3 separate regions of the Mus musculus genome follow, and all the other regions are linked to region 1. A link is a contact called in public Hi-C and HiChIP or PLAC-seq data. All regions are on one chromosome and are shown on one strand. Each heading gives the region's core, a stretch centred on a gene start, on an enhancer-like site or on the middle of the called end of the contact. The rest is flanking DNA. Distances are from core to core; before and after follow the strand shown.

The links. Hi-C and Micro-C count contacts between places; a contact is called where the count stands out from the background. HiChIP or PLAC-seq counts read pairs in DNA pulled down with a chosen protein or histone mark.
Region 2: a contact with region 1 is called in a Hi-C map of bone marrow-derived macrophages, with 47 read pairs. The contact joins two enhancer-like sites. A contact is called at or near these places in 1 of 15 datasets of contacts at CTCF or cohesin (large pre-B cells), 7 of 484 Hi-C or Micro-C datasets (CD8 T cells, the G1E-ER4 cell line, bone marrow-derived macrophages and 4 more), 9 of 115 datasets of contacts at active chromatin or transcription factors (the HPC-7 cell line, craniofacial prominence, embryonic limb bud and 5 more) and 1 of 9 other capture datasets (embryonic stem cells).
Region 3: an HNF4G HiChIP or PLAC-seq map of pancreatic cancer cells shows a contact between it and region 1. The contact joins two enhancer-like sites. A contact is called at or near these places in 1 of 15 datasets of contacts at CTCF or cohesin (the G1E-ER4 cell line), 19 of 484 Hi-C or Micro-C datasets (the AtT-20 cell line, CD4 T cells, the G1E-ER4 cell line and 11 more), 7 of 115 datasets of contacts at active chromatin or transcription factors (acute myeloid leukemia, astrocytes, bone marrow-derived dendritic cells and 3 more) and 1 of 9 other capture datasets (embryonic stem cells).

What each region holds. Positions count from the first base shown.
Region 1 is chr4:135,065,107-135,069,631 of GRCm38.p6, forward strand. No RefSeq gene overlaps it. Among named protein-coding and RNA genes, the nearest start is that of Gm42327, 16 kb to the left of the region's middle. Within about 2 kb of position 2,200, at least 72 of the 459 cell types and tissues checked have an H3K27ac peak or open chromatin away from gene starts, as enhancers often do. A contact at or near this core is called in CD8 T cells, the HPC-7 cell line, bone marrow-derived macrophages and 2 more, where this site is marked.
Region 2 is chr4:135,176,638-135,181,162 of GRCm38.p6, forward strand. It overlaps Runx3 (runt related transcription factor 3), which reads left to right. Exons shown (of 5, transcript NM_001369050.1): 5 at 1-1,350. Among named protein-coding and RNA genes, the nearest start is that of Runx3, 26 kb to the left of the region's middle. Within about 2 kb of position 2,499, at least 91 of the 459 cell types and tissues checked have an H3K27ac peak or open chromatin away from gene starts, as enhancers often do. A contact at or near this core is called in CD8 T cells, the HPC-7 cell line, bone marrow-derived macrophages and 1 more, where this site is marked.
Region 3 is chr4:134,973,521-134,978,045 of GRCm38.p6, forward strand. No RefSeq gene overlaps it. Among named protein-coding and RNA genes, the nearest start is that of Syf2, 45 kb to the left of the region's middle. Within about 2 kb of position 2,276, at least 50 of the 459 cell types and tissues checked have an H3K27ac peak or open chromatin away from gene starts, as enhancers often do. A contact at or near this core is called in pancreatic cancer cells, where this site is marked.

The sequences.
Region 1 (4,525 bases), core at 950-3,449:
CACTACAACCTGTCTTCCCCCAGCTCACGATCTCTGCTCCCTTAAATTGACTGGTTCAGTTGCGATCCCTTTGGTCACAGATGTGCAGGGACACACCAAGGAAGCTAGGCAGGTCCTGGGCTCAGTACCTCTGTCTGCTAAATGGGAGTAGTTACTGTTAGTTCTCAACTTGACTGAAGTTATCACCTTGGAAAGAGTGTCAATGAGGGACTGTGTAGATCAGGCATGCCTGCCCACTGTGGGTGGCACTATTCCCTGGGCTGTGTAAGAGTGGAGAAGGGGCCGAGTGCTGGCATGCATGCATTAATTCATCTCTAGCTGCTCTTGATGGTGGATACAATGTGGGTGGCTGCTTTAAGTATCTGCTGACTTAACTTCTCCACAATGATGCTCTGTAACCTGGATTCCCGAGACAAACTGTTTCTCCTTTAAACTGCGTTTCTCAGAGTGTTTTAGCACAGCTACAGAAAGATGTGAAGGCACAGTGTTATCTCAGCCAAGACCACTAGCCATGGGGTTGGTTAGGGTGGTGGGAGGCTGAGCTGCCCAGCCTGGCTGAGATTGGCAGGGTGGAAGTGAACCTGCCTGTTTCCTCTGTCCAGCCCTCAGGATCAGGCCTGTGACTGTGACTTTGTCCCTGCCTGGCCCACATGTCTACCCTTCCCTCTAGCCACAGAGAGCCTCAACCTTGGCCATTCTGCTCTCTGGCGATGGATGAGTTCTTATTTGAACCCAGCCTGGTAACTGTCCCTTGCCACAGACCCTTGAACCAAACCCCATGCTGACTCTCAGCCTGATTCGAGATCCGTGGTCCAGCTCCAAACCTCAGCCCTGGCTGGATGCTGACCATGGCCACAGGTGAGCCCTGCTTCCTGGCCTGGGCAGTGGTCATCCTGCCTCTGATGTTTGGTGGCCACTCACCCCTGCCAATTGGCAAGCACATGAGCTCTCTGAGCAGACTTCCTCCACCCCGAGGGGGAGGCACAGGAGATGTCCCACTTACAGCCCCACTATGGCTGGGTGCATCAGACCATGCCTGAGGTGCTCTTGGCACCTATCCTGAATGGATCCACACTTTGGAGACTATGTCCTGCCCCTCACACCTCAGGTGTGTGTGTGTGTGTGTGTGTGTGTGTGTGTGTGTGTGTGTGTGTGTGTATGCCAGTGGTGATATGCTATAGAAACTTTGGAATCCAAGGCCACTCTCTAAATAGCCTGACCTGGGAGGCAGAAGCCTGGGGTTTCAGTTGAACTCTGCCACTGATTTACCCTGTGACCTCCAACATGACCTTTCTGAACCTTTGTTTCTTCCCTACAAGGCTCAAAAGATCCTCGAAAAGTTAGGAGTCTCCGAGAAGTGGGAACCACAGTGGTCTGTATCTATGTTATCTACGTGAGCCCCGGAGAGCAGCCCGAGGGCCTCTGTACTGCTATCTCATCTGCATGGAATGCTGTCTGCATCTCTCGCTCATTTCTTCTCCACTGGGCTAGCTGCTCAGGCACCTCTGGACACAGCTAATAACTCCACTCTTCTCTAAAATGTACTCTATTCTTCTTCCTTATCTAATCACCCCACCCCCAAAGTCTCACCAACTGGCACTCTGCAAATTTTGTAAGTTCTGCTCTTCATCAGAGGATGCTATTCCTAGAAGAAAATGGGTCTCGTCTCTGTGAAAGTAGAGCCCCTCCCCCTTCCAGGAGTCTTCCAGGAGTGAGACCATATTCGCCAGAGCTGCAGTGGTGACTTCAGGAAGAACTCAGCTAGCAAGGTCATGCAGAGACTATCAGAGCCTACGAAAACTGACCGTCATCGCCACTAGGGGGCGGCCGGGCTATGTGCAGGTGTGAGGTGTTGCCCAGGGCTAGTCACTTTTACCATAGGCTAGTCCTGTTCCTGGTCTTATCCTGCAGACGCGAGGAGGCCTGGTCTATCTCCTTGCCTTCCATTTGGGTAAGGGAAAAACGAATCAGAAGACTGAAACTGTTAACTTGTCTCTGCCACTTACTGGCTGTGTGATCGTGGACAAGGACGCTTCCATCTCTGGCCCTCAGTTATCTCAGCTGAGGATGAGAGAACACGTCTCATCAGAGTCTGTTTGAATTTGTTCTGGGTCACTAACTGCCTTCACGCCAGCCACAAAGTCTTAGCTCCACTTCCTCCCAATTCCTTCTGGCGCCCCGGGAAAGTTCTTGAACTGTTTTGCATGCTGCCCTCTCTTGGCTGGCTATGGAACTGCAGCAACAGCCTCCGGCCTGGCGGGCTCAGGGAAGGAAGGAGCAGGAGTGGGGGAGGGGCTTCAGTATTATCAATAAACTGGCTTCTTTTTGTTGAGCGTCTACTGTGTCTTAGGTTAAAAACTGCAGGGTCAATGATACTGCTGACAGTGAGGGTCTGGGCCTCCAATCTGGCAGTGTAGTGAAGTGGTCAGGATTGGGGATTCTGGTGTGAGGTTCCTGGGTTCAAATCACAGCCTCATTCTATATTAGATACCTGGCCTTGGACAAGCCTTTAAATTTCTGTGCTTTTGTCTCCCCAAGAGTAATTTGAAAAGCATAATGTGTCTTACTTCACGTCCGTCAGTTGCGAAGACCGTGTGTGTGGTCAACATGTCTCTTCTCTGTAATAGATTCTTCTGCCCCCTTTCTCCAAGAGCGCTTATGTTCATCTTGCAGCAGGCATTTGCAGGTCTGACTGCTGCAGCCATGGCAGAGCCCTGAGGCTGGCCCTCATCCCCACTGGGGTGAGTCTGTAGGCGAGGCTTCAGTTGGAGAAGGGAGTCCTTTTCCTGTAGTAGTGACAGAGGCAAAGTGGCTGGCCCAGGGTCTGGTGGGGATAGAGGAGGTGGTGTTAGTTGTGGTGGTGGTGAAGATGGTGGTGGTGGTGGCGGTGGTGATGATGGTGACAGTAGTGGCTGGTAATTGAGGCAAAGGTGACGGTGAGCTGTGGGGGAGGGGGAGGTGGTAAGGGCGGTGATGGTCACAGTGGTGTGAGATGGTGTCAACCGTGGTAAGTGATGTTGCCGGTGGTGGGGGTGTCAGTGACAACGTTGTTGTTAGGTGGTGGTGGTGGGGATAGTACAGGCAGACCCAGCCTGACTGTATGAATGGGGCTGACTCCTTCAGCTCCAGCCATTGCCAACCTAGACGTGGCGAGCTCTGAGCTTCCCAGAAAAAGGAGCCATACCGGAATGCCAACTGATCCTCCCTCTTCCTTGTCGCCAGGGCTCCTCCTATTCCTCCTCTACAGACGAGGCAGGAAGGCAGACTGCTCTTTTTTATTTTATTTTATTTCATTTCATTTCATTTCATTTTATTTTATTTTTAATTTTGCCTATAAGCATTTGACAAAATCTGAGTCGGAACTCCCCGATGTCCCTAAGGCTCATGGGCTGTGGGCCTGTTGCAGGCAGATTAGCCTTTCACTCCACTGTGGGCTTGGCCATCCAGGACTGCAGAGCCCGTCCCACCCCAAGTATGGCATCTCAGAGACTTGCTGGAACCAGACAAAGAGATTTGTCACTTCTCCATGGAGGCAGGAACAGGTAAGTGGGCTCCTTCTTCTGGTGGCCCGTCCAAGGGGTTGAGAATTCTCTCCCACACTGGGAGGCCCAGGGCCAGGTAGCAAACTCCAAGCCTACAAGATGTGAGTTCGGGTCCAGTTCCACTAAGAAGTGCTTCTTAGTGTACCACTGAGAACATTCCAGAGTGTCTCTGTGCATGTTGTTTTTGCTGGGTCCTGTGACCATCCTGGATGCTAAGACCTGTCCCCTGGCCATAGAGAAAGGCCCAGAGGGGCCGGGAAGGGGCTCGGTTGGAGGCTTATATATGCATGAGGACCTGAGTTTACCCCATATAAAGCTGGGTGTGGTTGTACACACTTGTAATCCCAGCTCTGGGGCCAGGTGTGTGCATATGGTGGGATCGCCAAGGAGAAAGAGCCTGCAGACCCTCGAGCTCACTGACCAGACAGCCTCAGCCTGGCCCATCTGTCAAGCCCAAGGGCAAGGAGATTCTGACTGAAAACAAAAACAAAAGCAAAATCAGAGGCTCCTGAGGCAGAACACCTGAGGCCGGCCTCTGGCCTTCACACAGGCACGTGCCCTCGTCTGCACATGCTCACACGTGTGTGTAAATACAGGCACAGATACACAAGAAGAAAAGGACAGTGGGGGCTGGAGAGATGGCTAAGTGATGAAGAGCCTTGACTGCTCTTCCAGAGGTCCTGAGTTCAAATCCCAACAACCACATGGCCGCTCACAACTGTCTTATAACTCCAAGATGTGACACCCTCATATAGACATGCATGCAAGCAAAACACCAAAGCACATAAAATATGAATAAATAAGTTATTAGGAAGGAAGGAAGGAAGGAAGGAAGGAAGGAAGGGAGGGAGGGAGGATACAATGACTGGTAGACTTGACCAAAGTCTCACATTAGGCCGAGGCTGAGAGTAAGCAAGTACCGATCAGCCCTGTACCTGCCAGGCCTAGAGCTGGGGCTACCTGCTTCCCTTCCTGGCTATATC
Region 2 (4,525 bases), core at 1,249-3,748, 110 kb after region 1:
CACTAGGTCCAGCCAATCTGTGCTCTGGGCCTTGCCTCCCAGGCCACAGTCCTGCTCCCAACTTGTTTGTCCCTAGAAGCAGACAACTTTGAACCAAAAGCATCTCAGTCAAGCATCTAAAACAGGGGGCAGTCTGTGTATACAAGAGCCCACCTCCTGCTGTGTGATGTCATCAGGACACCCCCACCCTCACCCCACCACCAGGGTCCTGACTTCACATTCTTCACAGAAGGGGACAAGACCTCCAGGAGGCCCTGTGGAGTCTCTGGTGAGGTGTGCGATGGCAGAGCAGCATCCAAGCAGAGATCAGATGTCCTCTTCAGTCTGTGGGCGGGCGATTGTCAGTGGGATTGGTTAAAAAGCTCTTACCAGAGCTGGCTGGCCCACGGCTGGTTTTTCAAACTGAGTGAGCCCCGTAGTGATGGCCTCTGCCTTGTGCTTGGCCTTCCCCATTGCCTGCACCTGAAACAGCCACCCACATACACACTCTGGTAGGTCAGGGGGTCCCCGACAATCCTGGACAATCCTGAGCAGAATACCTCCTGTTACAGTGTCTCTTGTCCCACCCTTACTGGAGGAAAAAAAAAAAAAAAACTCTATCTCTTGGAAGTAGCTGAGGTAACCTTCCAGCTCCCTGCACCCAGAGGGGGCCTTCTCACCTCTTCTCAGGAAGCAGCTACGACCCATTGCCCTCCTACCTGCTTCGCTACTGGTCCATGGTACAGACTGTTCCAGATCACCAAGAAAGGTACTTTCAGGATCCCAGTGCCTAGCACTGGGTAAGCTACCCCAGACAACTAGCCTTCCTTATACCCAAACGCTGGTCGGTGGAAATAGAAAGTCACCCCTCCCCCATCGCCTCTTTCTCATCCCTGATTAACAGTGAAGTTTGAGTCTTGTCGTGAGTCCTACAGTGAGCACAGGCAGCTGGGGCTAATAAAAAAAGAAGAAGAAGAAGAAAAAGGAGAGGAGAGAAAAAAAACAAAAATGAAAGGAAAAGGGTCCTTATTTGCAAGGCTACTTTAAAGTGCTACTTGAAAGCACAGGCTAGACAGAAAGCACAAGGAACCTAGGGGGTTGATACAATGTTACTGTAATTGTGTGGGTGGGTGTCATCCTTTGTGACATTGTTACCCTGAGGTATACTCCCTGCAGTGAGCTGGTCTTCCTGAAGTGGGCCTGCTTTGCACTATAGGCTGCTTGTATGTTTGGTTTGTTGTTTTTGTTTTTTTGTTTTTTTTAATGCACAACTTGCTTGTACAGGTCAACTGTCCATCTTGGGTACTATTTAACTGTCAAACAGAGGAATCTGTGTTTGTTACAATAATATAACAGATGCCTTGAAGGACCCGCGTCAGGCTTCTGGAGTTGTGAAGGAGGGTGGGATCTCCTACTCTTGAGCAGGAGAGAGGACATTGGATGTGGTTGAGCTGGCTGTGTGGGGAGATGCCCCAGTGCTGAGGAGTCTACCACCCAGCTCCTTCAAGGTGGTTACAGAGAACCTGGAAGGCCACCTTCCTGGCTGGGCTAAGGCCCCAGAATATCAGGTGGGCCGTCAAGATTATACTAATCCTCTCTTCCTTGGTTGACTATGTTCATCGTACAGAGGCAGAAGCCACTGCATGGTCCTATCTGTCACCTGGATGCAGATTTGGGGAGGGACAGCCACCACGTTCATCTCAGCGGAGTCCTCCCTGGGGTGGGAACCCCTGTTGAGTGAAGACCTTCCCAGAGTAAGGGGGTTTTGGGGGATAGGGATCCCTCTAGAGAGCCCCTGTGAGGGAGCACCACCTCTCACCCATACTGGGGTCTGCTTGCTGGAACACTTGAAGCAGAGAAGACAGAACTGCAAATCGGTCATTTGGAGATGAGGTCCTTCTGACTAGCAAAGAGAGCTGTCATGCCTTCCATGGCTCCCTGGAGCTGGTGGTTGCCAAGCTGAGACCATAGCCTGAAAATTGGGGCTGTGGATAATGGTGTGGGGACCTAGCTTGATAATCCCCCTCTACTCAGATAATCCCCCCACCCCAAGCCTGTGCCCCTGACCAGATGGGACATACAGATTTTCCTAAGATAGATGTGGTTCTGTGGTACCCATTTCAGAGTTCTAAGATCTTTCCCTTTTGTAGGACCAGCCTAAGATCAACCGCCAACAAGAAGTTCCTGTTTTCCCAGCCTAGACCCTGGACCCTTTCCTACCCAGTAGCGCCACAGGATTCTAACCACAACTAATGCAAGACCTGTCCCCAGGTACACCCAGGGTGGGTCACCCAGCAGGACCCCTCCCTGGGTTGGAACAGGAAACTGTCTTCACAGCCCACATGCTTCTACTTGGTTTATCTGAGGGTGGACCTGTAGGTGGCCGCTACAACTGAAGAGCAAAACCCCTGACTGTATTTAACTCCTGTCACCTGCATCCCACTTGTCAAAAGGATACAGACTAAGAGATGTCCCCCGCTTAGCTGGAGGCAGCTGGAGGAAGCCATGCAGTTACCACTGAGGCCTGTAGGGGACGGAAGCACTGACTTCCAGGCAGCAGAGAGAAAGGAACGGTTGGTCCCCTCACCCCACCAAATCTCCCCCACCTTAAACCCCTTGCTTTGGAGAGGAATGTGGGCTGTTATTAGGAAGAACTCCCCAGCCTCAGGAGAGCCGCCCTTGCCCTGCCTGGAGTTTCCTCACCCAGCAGTGGCGGTGACAGTGACAGTAGCAGCTTCCTGTCTCTGCCCTGCAGAGCCACCCTCCTGGTCACATGTACCAGATGTTAGCACAGTCACACACAGACCTTGAGCTCCCAGGCCCCACCAGAAGACAGGGACCTGGAAAGAAGAGCTGAGTTCTGAGGAGAAAGCTTTGGAAGCCCTCAGGCAGGCTCCCGCACTTCCCACAATCAAAGGGTCCCACACTGCTCGCCCAGGCAGGATGCCAGTCTACTGCCAGCCCGGGAGCCTTGAGGTCTTCAGTGTCTCATTTGAGAGTCAAGGGATCCACTGCCTTGAGGATTTGTGACTGGCATAGTGGCAGATTTGAGGGAGCTCCCAGAAAGGCCCCCACCCTGTGGCAAAGCCTGCGATAGCTTTAACTCTTGTCCTGAGAAGTGCATATCCTTCCGGGCCACCAAGGGAAGAGAAGTCTGGATGGGCCGATGCTGTGGGACACGAGGACAGGGGACATGAGGACACAAGGACAGGACCTGACCCAGACCCAGATCTGCCTCCCTCTTAACCAACACCCCTCCCTGCCCAGACTGCACTCCCACAAACGGCCAGAACCCCAGCATGCCTTGGGAAGAAACAGCTCGCCCCTGCACACCACACCCCAGCCCCGAGCACTTCGGTGGCTCTGTTCAGCTCAGGGTCATAAATGAAATGAGCTGTCAAAGGAGCCGAGTGTAAGAACCCTCACTGGCAGAAACCCAGACCTCCCTCGTCCCCTCCCCATGGGACCCTTGCAGAGAGCGGGGTGAGGGCCCATGTCCCCCCAATATCCGCTTCCACACCTGTGTGGTCCAGGCCAGGGGAGTCTGGGAAGCCGGATTCCAAGCTTCCTATTTTTAGTTTGCAACTAAGAGTGGGCTGTTTGTTTTATATATTTATATCCACCACAGAGTGCCTGGCCGAGCCAGCCAGGTCTATAAAGGGATGGGCAGTCATGATGCTGTGGGTCCCCGTTCCTTGCTGTGCCGGCCTTGCTGGAACCTAAGCCTTCTCGGTGCTCTAATGCCTGCCTGCCATTGGCCACATAACCCTGCTCTGCCTCTGAGGTCAGGGGGACAGTATCTTCAAGGCTTTGGCCTCAACTCATTCCCCAAGTCCCGCCAGCAGATGAGCGAGTCACAGCAAAACATAGTCTCAAGACAGACAGGACAGCACGAGGGTTTGGAGGCGGTGGTGTGTCTTCCCCCTCAGACAAAATGGAGAGATGGGTAGATCATAGGCAGACAGGATGGCCTTCTCCATCGGGGACTCTTGTGGATAAAGGTATTGAGGGTCGGCTTGGGGTTGAGCAGAAGAGGACTGTGGTGAAGGGGAGCTGGCCTTGGTCATGGGGCACTGGGGAGCCAAGATGCGGAGTGTGGGAAAGAGAGTGGGGGGCCGCAGAGAGAAACTTGCTAGCAGGTCTCCCATTGGTCTGAGCACAGGAAGAAGCTGTGATTCAGGAAGAGCTAGATTACGGACGATGACTTCCTAGATGCCTCTAACCCTGATGTCACAGGAAGGACTCCATGCCCTTTGAGTTTGGACAGGCTCCCATTGTGTGGTCCTGGTTGACTTGGAACTTTGCTATGTTGACCAAGCTGGCCTCGAACTCATAGAGATCCACTTGCCTCTGCCTCCAGAGTGCTTGGATCAAAAGCATGTGCCACTGAGCCAGACCAGGGTGGAATGGAGCTTAACGGAGCCGTTGGAACAGTGTTTTAGGAGTAGACACTGTTACTGCTCAGTTAGCCCTTTGGGGATTTCCCTAGCCCCATCTCAGTTTCTTCATGATAAGCCTCTGACCAAAGCCAAGGATTCTGTGTCCC
Region 3 (4,525 bases), core at 1,026-3,525, 92 kb before region 1:
TTCTTGGAGAGGATTTTGTGGGGGGAGGGAAAGGATGAACTTAGCCTGGGTGAAGTGGAAACTTAAGAATTCTTTGGAAAGTCAGTTATGTTGGATGGTGTTTTCCTGGGGCAAACACATGAAAGAAGTTTTATTAAAGAGAACATGGGTGTGAAAGGCAAAGGCAGACTCGAGAAGGAACATTTCACTGAAGCAGACACAGGAGAGAGGATGTTCTGCTAAAGCAAGCACGTGAAAGGACATGAGATGAAGGATTCTTTGCTAACAACACGCATGTATTGATCCACCTTACTTTTCATAGTTGAGCTGCATTTGTCAGGACTCCACAGAGGGAAACAAACCAAAAAACTTCTGGTGCTGTGCTGCAGTTTCTTGCTGCTTCCTTAGACTCAGGCTGATTAGATGCATGTGCTGAGGCAAGACACGTGGAGGACAAGTGATGTTTGGAGGGTAGAAATAGGACTCCATAGAGTGAGGGGGAGAGAGAGAGAGAGAGAGAGAGAGAGAGAGAGAGAGAGAGAGAGAGAGAGAGAGAGAGAGAGAGAGAGCTAGGCTTGTTTATAGAACTAGTTGTGTAACACTTGTGGGTCTCATGTCTTTGCTGATCTTCGCCTCCCTGAGAGAGGCACAGCCGAGAACTTCTCCTGCTGTCCCTCTAGGTCCCTCCTGTTGACTTGAGCTGAGACTGAGTCCTGGCTGTCTCTGCTAGGTCGTGCCACCGCTGTTGCTATCCTGACTCTACCGAGCTGGACTGCTGGTGTATCCATGAGGTGTTGGTGAGTGGATCGAGCTGCCACTGTTGACCTGTGAACTGAACTGCCAATTTCCAGACAACACAGATGGGAGTTGCTCCAAAGAACCTTTCTAAACAGGTCCACTTCCCCTGTATCCTTTCTTTTCTGCTCCTGGTGGGTGGTGGGCTACAAGGAAGGTTAAAGTGTTTAAGAACCATCATTAAAAGTAAACAGGGTGGGCGTGGTGGCGCATGCCTTTAATCCCAGCACGCAGGAGGCAGAGACAGGCAGATTTCTGAGTTCGAGGCCTGCCTGGTCTACAAAGTGAGCTCCAGGACAGCCAGGGCTACACAGAGAGACCCTGTCTCGAAAAACCACACACACACACAAAAGTAAACTTAGAAAAAAAAAATCAAAGTTCCACTGGGTTCCAGAATTACACTGTAATCAGGTCCTGGGTTGCTGCCTCTGTGTTTCTGCCACACTGTCATATGGAAAAGGCCCTTCCAGGAAGCGGGCCCTGCAGAACCTTGAACCGAATTCTCTGTTTTCTGTGACGGGCTCAGTCTTGAGCATGCTGTTACAGTCACAGAAAGTAGACTGAGATAGCAAGCTCTTCAGAGTCACTGGGCCTTTGGAGGGACTCCTCTCTTACCTAGAGCTGACCAGAGATGCTCTGTTCCCCACAGCCCTGGGTCCCCTTGTGTTTCTTTCCCCATCAGGTGGGACAGGTAAGCTGCTCTCTGGAGTCTGTGACACAGTAAGGGGTTGTTGACTGACTATGTAACACAAGTCAGACATGTCTCTTGGCAGTCCACAAGTTCAAGGTCAAGAAAGCCATTGTCAGCTCAGACTCTAGCTACTAAGTGGTGGGGCTTATGTGTGTGTGTGTGTGGGGGGGCTTTTTGAGGTGTTTCTATTGGCCACTCTGTGGCGGTTGGGTGGCTGGGTCCTATGCAGATAGGATGCAGGCCTGGGAAACCAATGTGCTGGCTGCTTGTATGGCTGTGTGACCTGTGATTATTGCTTCTCTAACTATTATTCCCAATTGCAGCTCAGTGAATGCAATTATGCTGTCGAGGCTCCCAGCACAGTAGCGCCCCCTAGCTCCTGCTAATTTGCTGCTTCTACCCTCTTCTTACCTTCCAGGGTGGGATTAGCCTCCTGGGAGCCCTTGGCACCAGGGCTGGGCTGTGTCTCAGTGGTTGCTGGAGCTTTGACGTCATCTCTTTGATGTGGGGTTGTTGAATCGGGCAGAATCCTGCTCGGCTAGTCCAGCGCCGGGTACCAGACAATTGAGCCTTTGTGCGTGTGCCCTGGGGCATCTGCCCACAGAAACCTGGTGGCTCCGAACACCTCTTGTGAAAAAGTAGCCTTCAGGAAAAAGGGACAATGAGCTTGTCATGTCCAGGAGAGAGCAGGGTCTGAACTGGGGTGGGCACCGGGTGATTACAAGGCAGACCGGGAGCTCCTGGGAAAGCCATGGGCAGGCAGGGGCCGGGGCCTCTAGAATGTGTGCTAAGGGTGTTGCCTGCTGTGGTTATGGGAGCAAGTCTCACTTAATTCTGCCAAACCACCTTGCTTATTGCTCACTGTTCTTAGAGTACAGAGGCTGTGTTTCACCCTGTCTCGGGGCCTTTGGATACGCAGAACCCTTTGCCTGAGATTTTAATTTTTGATTATGCAGAAAATGCCAAAGAACAATTATTTTAGCCCCTTAGATTCCCATGTCTGGACAGATGACATTTTGTCTTTACTTCCTGCAGAACATTATTTTTGTGTATGTGTGTGTGTGTGCGTGTGTGTGCGAGTGTGTTTGTGTGTGTGGTGTGTGTGTGTATGCGTGTGTATGTGTGTGTGTGGTGTGTAATATGTGTGTGTGTAATATATGTATGATGTGTATGGTGTGTGTAGTATATGTATGTATGTGGTGTGGTATGTGTGTGTGTGAGTGTGTGTGTGTTTATGTGTGGTGTGTGTGTGAGTGTGTGTTTGTGTGTGTGTATACGTGTGTGTGTGTGGTGTGTGTGTATGTGTGTGGTGTGTAATATGTGTGTGTGTAATATGTGTGTGTGTGTGTGTGTGTGTGTGTGTGTGTGTGTGTGTGTGTGTGAGTGTGCATGCTTGCTTTCTTGAATGTGCTTTTTCCTTCGGAGGCCAGAGGAAGACATCAGGCATCCTGTTCTGTTACCCTCTGCCTTATTCTTGTATCAGGTCTCTCTCTGAAGCTGAGACTCACCATTTTGGCCAGGTCGTCTGGCCATCGAGCCCCCAGGATCTATCTGTCTCTATCTCTCCAACTCTGGAGTCACAGGCACATGTAGCCATGCTTGGCTTTTATGTGGATGCCTGGGATTCAGGCTCAGCAGGAGTCACCTTTATCTGCTGAGCCATCTCCCTGGCTTCAAGTTCTCAGGGCAGGAGAGGTTTTCCCGTGTCTGCATCCTTCATGTCCTGTCCCCACATCCTTCCTATTCTGTCCTTCACCACTGGTGAACTGTCAGAGCAGAGGAGAGGGGATGGACCGTTGAGCATGGGGGGACGACCTGGATGGCATCTAGGAGCAGAGAGTGTACATGAGGAGGAGCAGACTGGTGGAAGTGGAAGCGCGGGTCCAGCTGGGTAGTAACGAACTAATGTTGAGAGGCCAAGGGTTGGGAACTCTGGGTGAGGGCAGTGGCAGGGACTCTGTGTGCTGGTCTTGTAAAACAAAAAAAAAAAAAAATCACACACACACACGATTTGTTTATTTTTTTAAGGAGCAGATGCTCTGAGCAAACGTGGCACATTCAGAATGCCAGCGTCAGGAGAGGGAGGCAGGAAGGCAATGGAGGGTGACGCCTGGCCTCCTATTTGGTGATTGATTGTTTTGAATTTTCTACATAAAAAACCTAAACTAATCTGAGAAGAAACGCTTCTCTCTTTTTTCCCCTTGAACTGCGATTCTTTTTCTTTTCCTGCCTTATTGCATTAGCTAGAGTTTCTAGTATGACTCTGAACGGGGGTGTCATGGCTGCCCTACGCCAGATCTCAAGGGGGAGTTCCTAGTGCCTTATTGTTTTTAGTATAAATAATCCCCATGTGATATTTTGGAACATAACAATTCTAAAAATGTATTTTTTCTTTATTATCTCAAATTTAAATTTAATTCTAAAAATGGGAATGTATCCACGGACTCAAATTACAAAGGTAGTCATTGTCCTTTTCTCCCAAATTAAAAAAAAAAATCTTCTAAAATTCTGTTGACCTCATAGCTCAGGCTCATAAGCCCAGCTACTTGGGAGACTGAGGCAGGAAGATCACAAGTTCAAAGCCAGACTGGACTACAGAGTGAGTTCAGATCAGCCTACGCAACTCAGTGAGACCCAGTCTCAAAATGAACTAGTAAAAACAGAGGGCTGGAGAGACGGCTCAGTGGTTAAGAGCATTGACTCAAGGTTCAGTTCCTAGCACACACATGGCTGCTTACAACCTCCTATAGCTGCAGTTCCAGGGCATCCAGTGTCCTCCTCTGGTCTCCAAGGGCACATACATTTGGACAAACACTCATACACATAAAATAAAAATTAATAAAATTTTAAAAGAAAGTAAAAAGAAGCCTAGGGGTGTAACTCTGTGGTAGAGGGTGTATGCAGCTTGTGTGAGAGTCTGGGTTCAAATTCCAGTAAAACACACACACACACACACACACACACACACACGAACATGCTCACACATTCACACATATTACATGTATACAGACAGACATACACACACAGAGATATAGACATATACACTCACGCACAGACACA